2 separate regions of the Sus scrofa genome follow, and region 1 is linked to region 2. Evidence: chromatin contacts called from public targeted proximity ligation data. All regions are on one chromosome and are shown on one strand. The core of a region is the stretch at or near the end of the contact, and the rest is flanking DNA. Distances in the headings are between cores, read along the strand shown.

Region 1 (4,647 bases), core at 230-2,729, 530 kb before region 2:
TTGAAATAGTAAATGAGTCATCTTTTAGATTTCTAAAACAGAATCTGTATAGTACCTGAGTACTGCCTCGGTTTTTCTAGATGCTGGAGAATAACAATTTTTTTTTTTTTTTTTAGAATAACATTTGAGTTGATTTCTACTTTTTTTTTTTTTTTTTTAAATCTTTGAATCAGAGACGTGGCTTAGGTTTCAATGATCTAATAGAATGTGAAAATGACCGCTACAGAAAGAACTGAAATGGTGTCGCTCGATCAGATTTTAAAATTAAACTAGCATTTTGTATTATACGTATGATCATTGAAAACAATTAAGACTAGTTTAATTCTAGGCAAAGAGTACAATTCATGGCAGAGGTAGAACAGACTTAGGATCATTTTTGAAACATCAAGGCTTTTTAAAAGACATTGAAGTTTGTCTTTCAGTAAGCAGAAACATGCTTTTATTTGATTGGTGATTAACAGATGAAACCAATTTGATTATTCTAGAGAAAATTATTTTATTATCCAGACTTATTTATCCCTCTTCTTTCTGTGCTTTATAACTGAAATTGTGTGTTCTATATAAGTGGAAAGTTATATTTATATGTAGCAGCACTGTCCAATAAAAATATAATGTGAGCCGCGTATGTAACTTAAAATATTCCACCGTCCTCATTACAAAAGGCAAGAAGAGTAGGAATTAATTTCAGTAATGTTTTATCTAATCTAATGTGCCTAGAATATTATTTCAGTATGTAATCAGTATTAAAATTGAGTTATTTTTACATTTACATTCTTTTTTTTGTGCCAGGTTCCAAGTTCAAAATCTTATGATGGATCTCAATCCAGACTAGCCAAATTTCAAATGCCTAATTGCCACTGCATGTGGCAAATGGCAACTGTAATAGCAAGTAGAGAGGGTATTTCACTTTTCAGTGACTCTATCAAGAAATTTTAAGGGTAGTTAAATCAATCAGTTTTGTAGCTTTTTAGAGGTTTTGGTGATATTCACATTGAACCAGTTAGTAAAACAAGATAATACTATTTACCGATTTCTGTTTTTTCCTTTCTCTTTTTTCTCTTTGTATTAGTCGCCCTCTACCACTGGCGTGATTGGTATTTTAGGTTTTTCCCCAAATTGTTTAACCAGCTTAAACTTACTTCTGCAGATCCTATTAATATTTGCTTCTGTTTGAAATGTCACATGCTGATTTGACTCCACACCTACACTACTTTCATATTTTGTAGCTGATGTGGTAATTTAGTTTCTTTTGGTCTTGAGCAAGCTAGAGGGAGTAAGCCTCTTAAGCAGCCAGAACACTCTAGTTGCTGTAAACAATTAGGCCTGTCAGCAGTTGACCTTGGAAATGCTAATTTGCTTGTCTCTTGGTGCTGCTTCAGGCCCTGGCTTTCTCCCTGTGGGTGGGAGTTATGAACCCAGTTTGGAGAAGGCCCTTGGGGAAGCACCAAATAGATGTGCTTCTTGCTTCAGTTTTGCATGTGACCAAGTGCAAGAGGCATTCTTTGTGTGAACTTCTTTGAAGGGCTTTAAGAGCCTGCACTGATGCCTAGACTGAAGTTGAGAGGAAGCTTTGTTGACATTTGAATCTCCCCTTCCCCTGCATTCTAGCACTATCTGCCATAATGATTGATTTAAAATGATTTCATTAATGTTTCATTATATCCCTTGATGGGGTTTTACTTTTTTTTTGTCTTTTTAGGGCCACACCCACAGCATATGGAGGTTCCCAGGCTAGGGGTCCAATCGGAGCTACAGCTACAGGCCTACACCACAGCCAGAGCAATGCAGGATCTGAGCCGTGTCTGCGACCTACGTCACAGCTCACAGCAACTACAGATCCTTAACCCACTGAGCGAGGCCAGGGATTGAACCTGTGTCCTCATGGATACTGGTTGGGTTTGTTAACCATGGAGCCACAGTGGGAACTCTAGGTTTTATTTTTGATAACTAACCTAGATTTCTTTTTAACCCCTTCCAGTCAATTGCTCTATTTTTTATGACTACATCATATTCCATTGTTTGAATGTACCACATCTTATCTATGCATTCATTGTTGCTGGACATTGGGTTGTTATTATTAATAAATTATTATTTGGATATTATTAAGAAATATTGCTCTGAACGTTTGTGTACAAATTGATATCATGGTTTTGATTCGCATTTTCTGATGACTAATGAAGTGCAGTATATTTTCATGTGCTTTTTGGACATTTGTATTGGAGAGATGTCTATTTGGATCCTTTGCCCATTTTCAAATTGAGTTATTTCTGTCTCTATTTTTGAGTTGTAAGAGTTCTTTATATATTCTGGATGCAAGTCCAAAATCAAATGTATGATTTATATTTCTTCCCATTCTGTGAGTTGTCTTTTTACTTTATTGATAGTGTTCTTTAAAATATAGAAGTTTTTTATTTGGTGAAGTCCGGTTATCTATTTTCTCTTTTGTTACATGTGTTTTTGATCATACCTAAGAATCTATTGTCAAATCTAAGGTCATGCAAATTTATTCCTATATTTTTTCCTAGGAGTTTCACAGCTCTAGCTATTATATTTAGATCCATTTTTGAATTAATTTTTGTAGATGGCTTGACTAATGGTCCAGTTTCATTCTTTTGTATGTGGCTGTCCAGTTGTCCCAGCATCATTCTTCCCTCATTAATAGTCTTGGTACCTCATTGTTGAAAATCAGTTGACCATTGACATACAAGTTTATTTTTGGACTCTCAATTAATTCTATTCCATTGATAGAATTCTGTATGCCTATCCTTCTGCCATCAGCACATTGTCTTGTAGCTGCTGCTTTGCAGGAAGTTTTGAAGTTGAAAAGTGTAGTCCTCCAACTTTACTCCTTTTTTTCAAAATTGTTTTGAGTTTTTTTGGGGGGGGGTCTCTTGTAATTCTGTATAAATTTTAGGATCAGCCTATCACTTTCTACAGAGAAGCCAGCTGGGTTCTGATGGGATTGCATGAAGCTTATAGTTCAATTTGGGAAACATTATCATCTCAACAATATTGTTTTCCATAGGACCATAGGATTTTTTTTTAGCATCTATTTATATCTTCTGTACTTTTTTCAATGTTTTCAGATTATTAGTTTTACATTTTTTGTTACTTTATTCTAAAACAATTTATTCTTTTTGGTGCTATTCATTGCAAATGTTTAAATACACAGTTGATTTTTATATGTTGATCTTGTATCCCACAACCTTGCTGAATTTATTTATTTTGGCGTGTGTGTGTGTGTCTGTGTGTGTGTGTCTGTGTGTGTAAATATCTATTATCTATGTGTTTTTTAGTGGATTCTTCAGAATTTTCTTTTTGTAAGATCATGTCATCTGTGAATAGAGATAGTTTTATTTCTTCCTTTCCAGTTGGGTTGCTTTTATTTCTTTGTCTTGCCTGCCTAGAACCTACAGTAAGTACAGTGTTGAATGGAAGTGGCAGGAGCAGATGTCCTTATTTTGTTCCTCATCTTAGGGCAAAAGTGTTCAGTCTTTCATCATTAAGTGCAATGTTCACTGGAGAACCTCCCTTCTGCAGTGTCCTTCCAGTAACTTTCTATTGAGAAAACTTAAACATTACGCTCACTTAAGGAGAAGTGCTTTCGTTTCATTCATTATCACAGAGCCTGTATGAAAAGGTAAATTTTAAGCTGAGAGACAATAAATTGATTAATTGGCACAGTGCACAAATAAGCAAGTAGAATAAAGCTTTGAAAGTGCTGTAACCTGTTTGCAGGAAACAGTGGAAGCACCAGGAACATAGTAGTAATTTCTACCTAAGGACCTTGAGGAGAAATTTCATGCAGAAGATGATGACCAGAAGATGAGTGATGTTTCCTGTAGAGTGGGAAAGGGAAGCAAAGGTGAAAAGTGGTCCAGAGAGCCGGGTGTCGAGATCTGTGAAAGGTCCAGTTTTTGCCCTACCTGAAAGCTCTCAAATTAGCCTGCCACTGTTTCACCGATGCTGGCAGAATACAGGAGACTCCTTGGGTCAGAGACAAAGGCTCAGGACACAAATGCCAAAGACAGATATGGCATTTGTGTCCTGAGCAGAGGCTGGAGAGAATAGGGAAGGGCCAGAACAGGGGTGGTAACCTCTCCTAAGTCACATTAAAGAGTTAGGGCAGTGAGCAGCTATTAAAAAGGTACGTCAAGCCATGCGAGTATCATGTTCCCACAGGTTCACCTTGTTGCCCGGCCTCCACTCAACCTTAGTCCTTATGGGAGTAATACAGAAGAGTGCAGGGTGATGCTGTATTGGGTTTGTGTCAAAGCTGAGGATCCTTGAGCTTGCGGAACCCAGATTTTTATAACGGGCAGTAAACCTGCCTGACTTTTGCCCTGGAGGAAGATACTATCTTTATTTTTTGCTGCCCTCTGCTTTGGAGGGAGACACTGTCTTCATCTTCTAAAGCTTTGTTGCTTGTACAGACATCCCTGAAAAGATTGTCAGGAACAAAAGGCCAGCTTGTGCTTCGATGTGCGGAGATGTGTAAGACCCATGAACGATTATTTCCCAACACCTGGCAGATTCAGGGAGGTGCATGTAATTCAGATTGAAGATTAACTTCAGTTTGAGCCTAAGATTTCTACCACCACATGTTACTGCATTAACACTCTTACATCAAGAAGCTGTAGTATATCT
Region 2 (4,725 bases), core at 1,047-3,546:
TAGGCTTTGAAACACAGCCTCTTTGTTCTCTTGCTGCTTTGTTCTCACGTGACTATATAAAAATCTAGAACAAGGACCTACTGCATAGCACAAGGAACTACACTGTATACCCAAAACTAACACAACATTGTAAACCAACTATATTTCAATAAACATAAAAAAAAAAACGAAAAGAGCTGAAAAAAAAAGTTTCTGTAAATAGTACATTTGCAACAAACATTTGTTGATTGGTTATGGGTTGACTGATTGATGGTAGACATTATCTATTATGGAGTAACAGCCAGGCATTCATCTCGGTGTTTAAGTTACTTATTAATTTATCCTCATGGAAGTTCTAAAGTATAGATGTATGAGCTTTGCTTCACAGGTTAGAAAAGAGATAGAGCCATGACTGGCACTAAGATCTGATTCCTGGGTCTACTCCACTACTCTGATGAAGAGACCCTCTAGGAAAGCAAGGAGGCACCTCTGTGCTCTTACTACCAGCTTCCTGACAGCTGGCCCCAATCCATTCTGCCGCATCTGTCTGTGTTCCGCTAACCCCCAAGCCAATAGCTGTTCTGCTTCCACCCCAGCTTTTCCATCCAGTGTCATCTTGCTCTGGCTTCTCCCACAGTGTGGGTAGGGCTAAAGTCTATTGCTAAACCTGTGTCTTTCCATGGATCTTTTTGCATAACGTTTAATCACCAGTAATGACTGTGATTCGGCGGCACTCATCTAGTGAACTTCAAGTTGGCGTTTCAATTAATTGTGCTGATTGCTAGGCTTGGCCTTTCCTATATTTGCGAGAAGCTTAGCCTAAGAGCTGTCAGTTAAGGGACTTACTGGGGGCAGCAAATAACGTCATTACAGTTTTTTTTTGCTCTGGTTGAGAGGAAGGAAGAAAAGTTGACTGTCTCAGGCAGTTCTCTACTTGCGGAGAGGCTGGTGCCCATGGCTACGTGTAACTGGCAGGAGGGCTTTGGTCCCCTCCCCTTGGGCCTCTCCTTCCCTGTCCTCTTCACCCCCCTTTCTTCTCCCCTACCCCCCTCCTCCCTTTCTTTCCTAGTCTTGCTTCTTCTTTCTTTCATTCTTCATTTCTTTCTTTCCTTAGCTAAAGTCTTTTTTTTTTTTTTTGTCTTTTGTCTTTTGTCTTTTTTGTTGTTGTTTTGTTGTTGTTGCTATTTCTTGGGCTGCTCCCGCGGCATACGGAGGTTCCCAGGCTAGGGGTTGAATCGGAGCTGTAGCCACCGGCCTACGCCAGAGCCACAGCAACGCGGGATCCGAGCCTCGTCTGCAACCTACACCACAGCTCACGGCAACGCCGGATCGTTAACCCACTGAGCAAGGGCAGGGACCGAACCCGCAACCTCATGGTTCCTAGTCGGATTCGTTAACCACTGCGCCACGACGGGAACTCCCTCCTTAGCTAAAGTCTTTGATGAAAAAAGAGTAATTTAGTGTCCCCAGGCCTCATAGTCACATGGCTATAGACAGGGTTACCTTAACAGCTGACCTGGAGTCTACACACACACACACACACACACACACACACACACACACACCCCTTCATAGTTCACATCCTCTCTTTCTCTAGGTATTCCTGGGTTTTTGAAGTGCTAACTTTCCAGATACACTTTAGCCAATGAGCATGAAGAAGGAGACGAGAAGGAGGAAGGGCTTTAATACTAAATATCTGTAGGTTCAAATCCCCACTCCAGGATTTATTAGCCCTGTGACCTTGAGCAGGTACTTAAACCGCTCTAGCTCTCCGTTTTCTCATGTATAAAACGAGAATAATAAGTCCAGTATCACAGAGCTGTCAGGAGACAAGAAAGTAAAGCTAAAGAGCTGAGCACAGTGTTAGAGAAAAATAACTGGCAGGTACTATTATTATTCTTACTTTAAATGCCACGGGGTTATCTTTTGTCAGCAATGTCCCGCGGTCTGTCTGTTCTTCCTTCTTTTTCCCTTTCATTTCTTTCTTATAGAAATCTTTACAAATAACTTTATTAAGTTATTGTTTTAAGCAGAAACACCTCCCTTCTAACTTAGCATGGAGATTCTGGGACAGAAACACCTCCCTTCTTAGCATTGAGATCTCTCTGCAAGGCTGGATGGGGAAGAGGGGAATCGCCTCTCGCTGGCAGGTCTCTGGGGCTTCCTATGATTCACTGTTCTGTGGTTCTGTGCGCATCTCCTGGATGCAGCAGCGCCCCCAGGTGGCAGCGCTGGAATCCTGTTTGCCTTGAATTCAGCCTCATCATGCCCCGCCTCCAAGACGTCAGTCAGGCCATGCCCCGCTTCAGATCTGAGTCTCAGGCCCACAGCAACTTCCTCTGGGCCCCGCCCAGACGCCAGCCTCAGCCCAGCAGGCAGCCTTCTCAGAGCTGCAGCTCCATGGGGCCCTTTCTCCGAGTTTCCAAGTTTTAATAATTATTTCAACCTCTTCCCTTGGTTAACCCAGCCCTAGGTGGTTACTTTAGAATTCTTTTTATTCTTTTAGTTATCTAGTTAATAACTTTTTGGCTGGTTAACAATTTAAAATTTTAATTCTTGGGAGTTCCCGCTGTGGCTCAGCTGGTTATGAACCTAACTAGTATCCATGAGGATGCAAGTTTGATCCCTGACCTCGCTCAGTGGGTTAAGGATCTGGCGTTGCTGTGAGCTGCAGTTTAGGTCACTGACTTGGCTGGGATCTGGTGTTGCTGTGACTGTGGTGTAGGCTGGCAGCTGCAACTCATATTGGACCCCTAGCCTGGGAATGTCCATATGCCACATGTGCAGCCCTAAAAAGCAAAAAGCAAAAAAAAAAAAAAAATTTAATTCTCTGTTTCAACTGCTGGCATGGTTTCTGTCTCCTGATTGGACCCTGATCTATGCAAGTGCCAAGCAGGGACCAGGAACTACTCTGGCCCCTATGGAGAGAGCAGTAAATGAAATTAGGAAAATACCCTACCCAACCCCCTCATGGAGCTTACATTCTGTTTGGGCAAAACAAAGAAAAACCTAAACACGTATATACAGAAAATACAGTATGTCAGAGGAAGGGGGATAGGAGTATTGGAATGGGGGTGGTTTGCAATTTAAGCTGCAATGTTTGTATGACACGACTCATCAGATATATGAAAATACTTTTGTGTCCAAATATTGGGGATTATTTTGTTTCATTCATAACATAGTCTTTTTGCAAATCCTAGAGACTGTGTCAAACTAGGGAGAGTAGATCATTAGCAGGGCTCTCAGTAGATGTCATACATGGGAAGAAAAGCAAAATGTTTTAAGTGGTGGCTAATGAGTGCGTGTATGTGTGTGTGTGTGTGTGGTATGTCTCTTAATGTACAGCATAATCGTTGCACCCAGCAGTCTTAGAACAGATTTCCAGGCTCATTGTAAACTGTAGACAGTACTTCACGGGAGACTCCAGTGTCCAAATGAAAGCCCTTAGAATTTTCCCACTCCTTTCACGGTTCTCAAAGGCATCCAATCCTAGTGGCCTGTATGTTCTCGTTTACTTTCCTGGGCACCAAAGCCTCTTCAATTGGAGAACGCCACCGTTAGGGGTGTTCATCTGGATAATTTCCCTAGGGTAGGTAGCTGCTTTTCCAGGGTTCACAGAACTAAATCCCCTGGGGAAGTTCCGATCAGAAGGGCTTGGCCATGGGTTGCAATGAACTCTACAGGCCAGGAGAGAGGGAACAGGGCTTGCATCTCAATGGCCAGCCTAATCTCTCGCTGACAGGTGTCGTAATAGCTCCTTTGCTGTGCTTTTACTCAGGCCTGGAAACAAACTGGACTTAAATTGGTACTCCTTTTTTTTTTTTTTTTTTTTTTTTTTTCTTTTTATGGCTGCACCGAGGCATATGGAAGTTCCCAGGCTAGGGGTGTAATTGGAGCTGCAGCTGCCAGCCCACACCACAGCCACAGCAACATGGGATCTGAGCCACATCTGTGAACTGTGCTGCAGCTTGCAGAAACGCCAGATCCTTAACCCACTGAGTGAGGTCAGGGATCGTACCTGCATCCTCGTGGTTACTAGTAGGGTTCTTAACCTCCCTCAAATTGGTACTCTTTTATATCTTGCAAAACAATCTTTTGTGTTGGTCCAAACACTTAGATGATGAAGCCAAGTGTTGGTCCAAACGCTTAGATGGTGAAGCCAAAAATGAAAGAGCAGATGATGGTGATTCAGAGAGATGTACCAGCCTGCTCCATCTGGGACAGATCTTTCTGGGTGCTACACACCAGAGGAATCCCCGTGTCCTGACCTCAGAAGAAGTTGCAGGATTTTCCTCTTCAACTTTCTGAACGTGTCCCGATGCAGCAAATGTGTTATTACTGAGGAGGAGAAACCGCTCATCTTTCCTCCTGTAGTTACAGTCCCTTTGGCATCGTTCGAAGTTAGAGAAAATTCATTTTATTACTATCGTGCACAGCCCATTTAGAGTGTAATTTGTGCCCACTGCTGGGATTGAGAGATGTAAGACAGGCTGGTGGGCAGGCGGTGGCCCGCAAACAATAAAAATGATATTGAGTGTTTGGTTTGTGCTGGGATCTCTGCTAAGGACCATATATGCATTTATCTCATTTAATCTACGGACCCTCTCTATGAGCTAAATATATTATTATTACCCTTATTTTACCCAAGACGAAATAGAAGCTTAGAGATTTTAAATAGCTCAAGCCTATTCAGTTAGAAAGGATTTGAAGTGGAGCTCTAACCTACGTCTGTTTGAAAACCATTTG

The links.
Region 1: a contact with region 2 is called in a targeted proximity ligation map of alveolar macrophages. A contact is called at or near these places in 1 of 47 Hi-C or Micro-C datasets (embryonic fibroblasts) and 1 of 2 datasets of targeted methods (alveolar macrophages).

The regions. Positions count from the first base shown.
Region 1 is chr4:14,571,358-14,576,004 of Sscrofa11.1, reverse strand. The region is part of intron 2 of NSMCE2 (E3 SUMO-protein ligase NSE2); the gene reads left to right. Among named protein-coding and RNA genes, the nearest start is that of WASHC5, 24 kb to the left of the region's middle.
Region 2 is chr4:14,045,497-14,050,221 of Sscrofa11.1, reverse strand. The region is part of intron 7 of LOC102165543 (a long non-coding RNA gene); the gene reads right to left. Among named protein-coding and RNA genes, the nearest start is that of TRIB1, 250 kb to the left of the region's middle.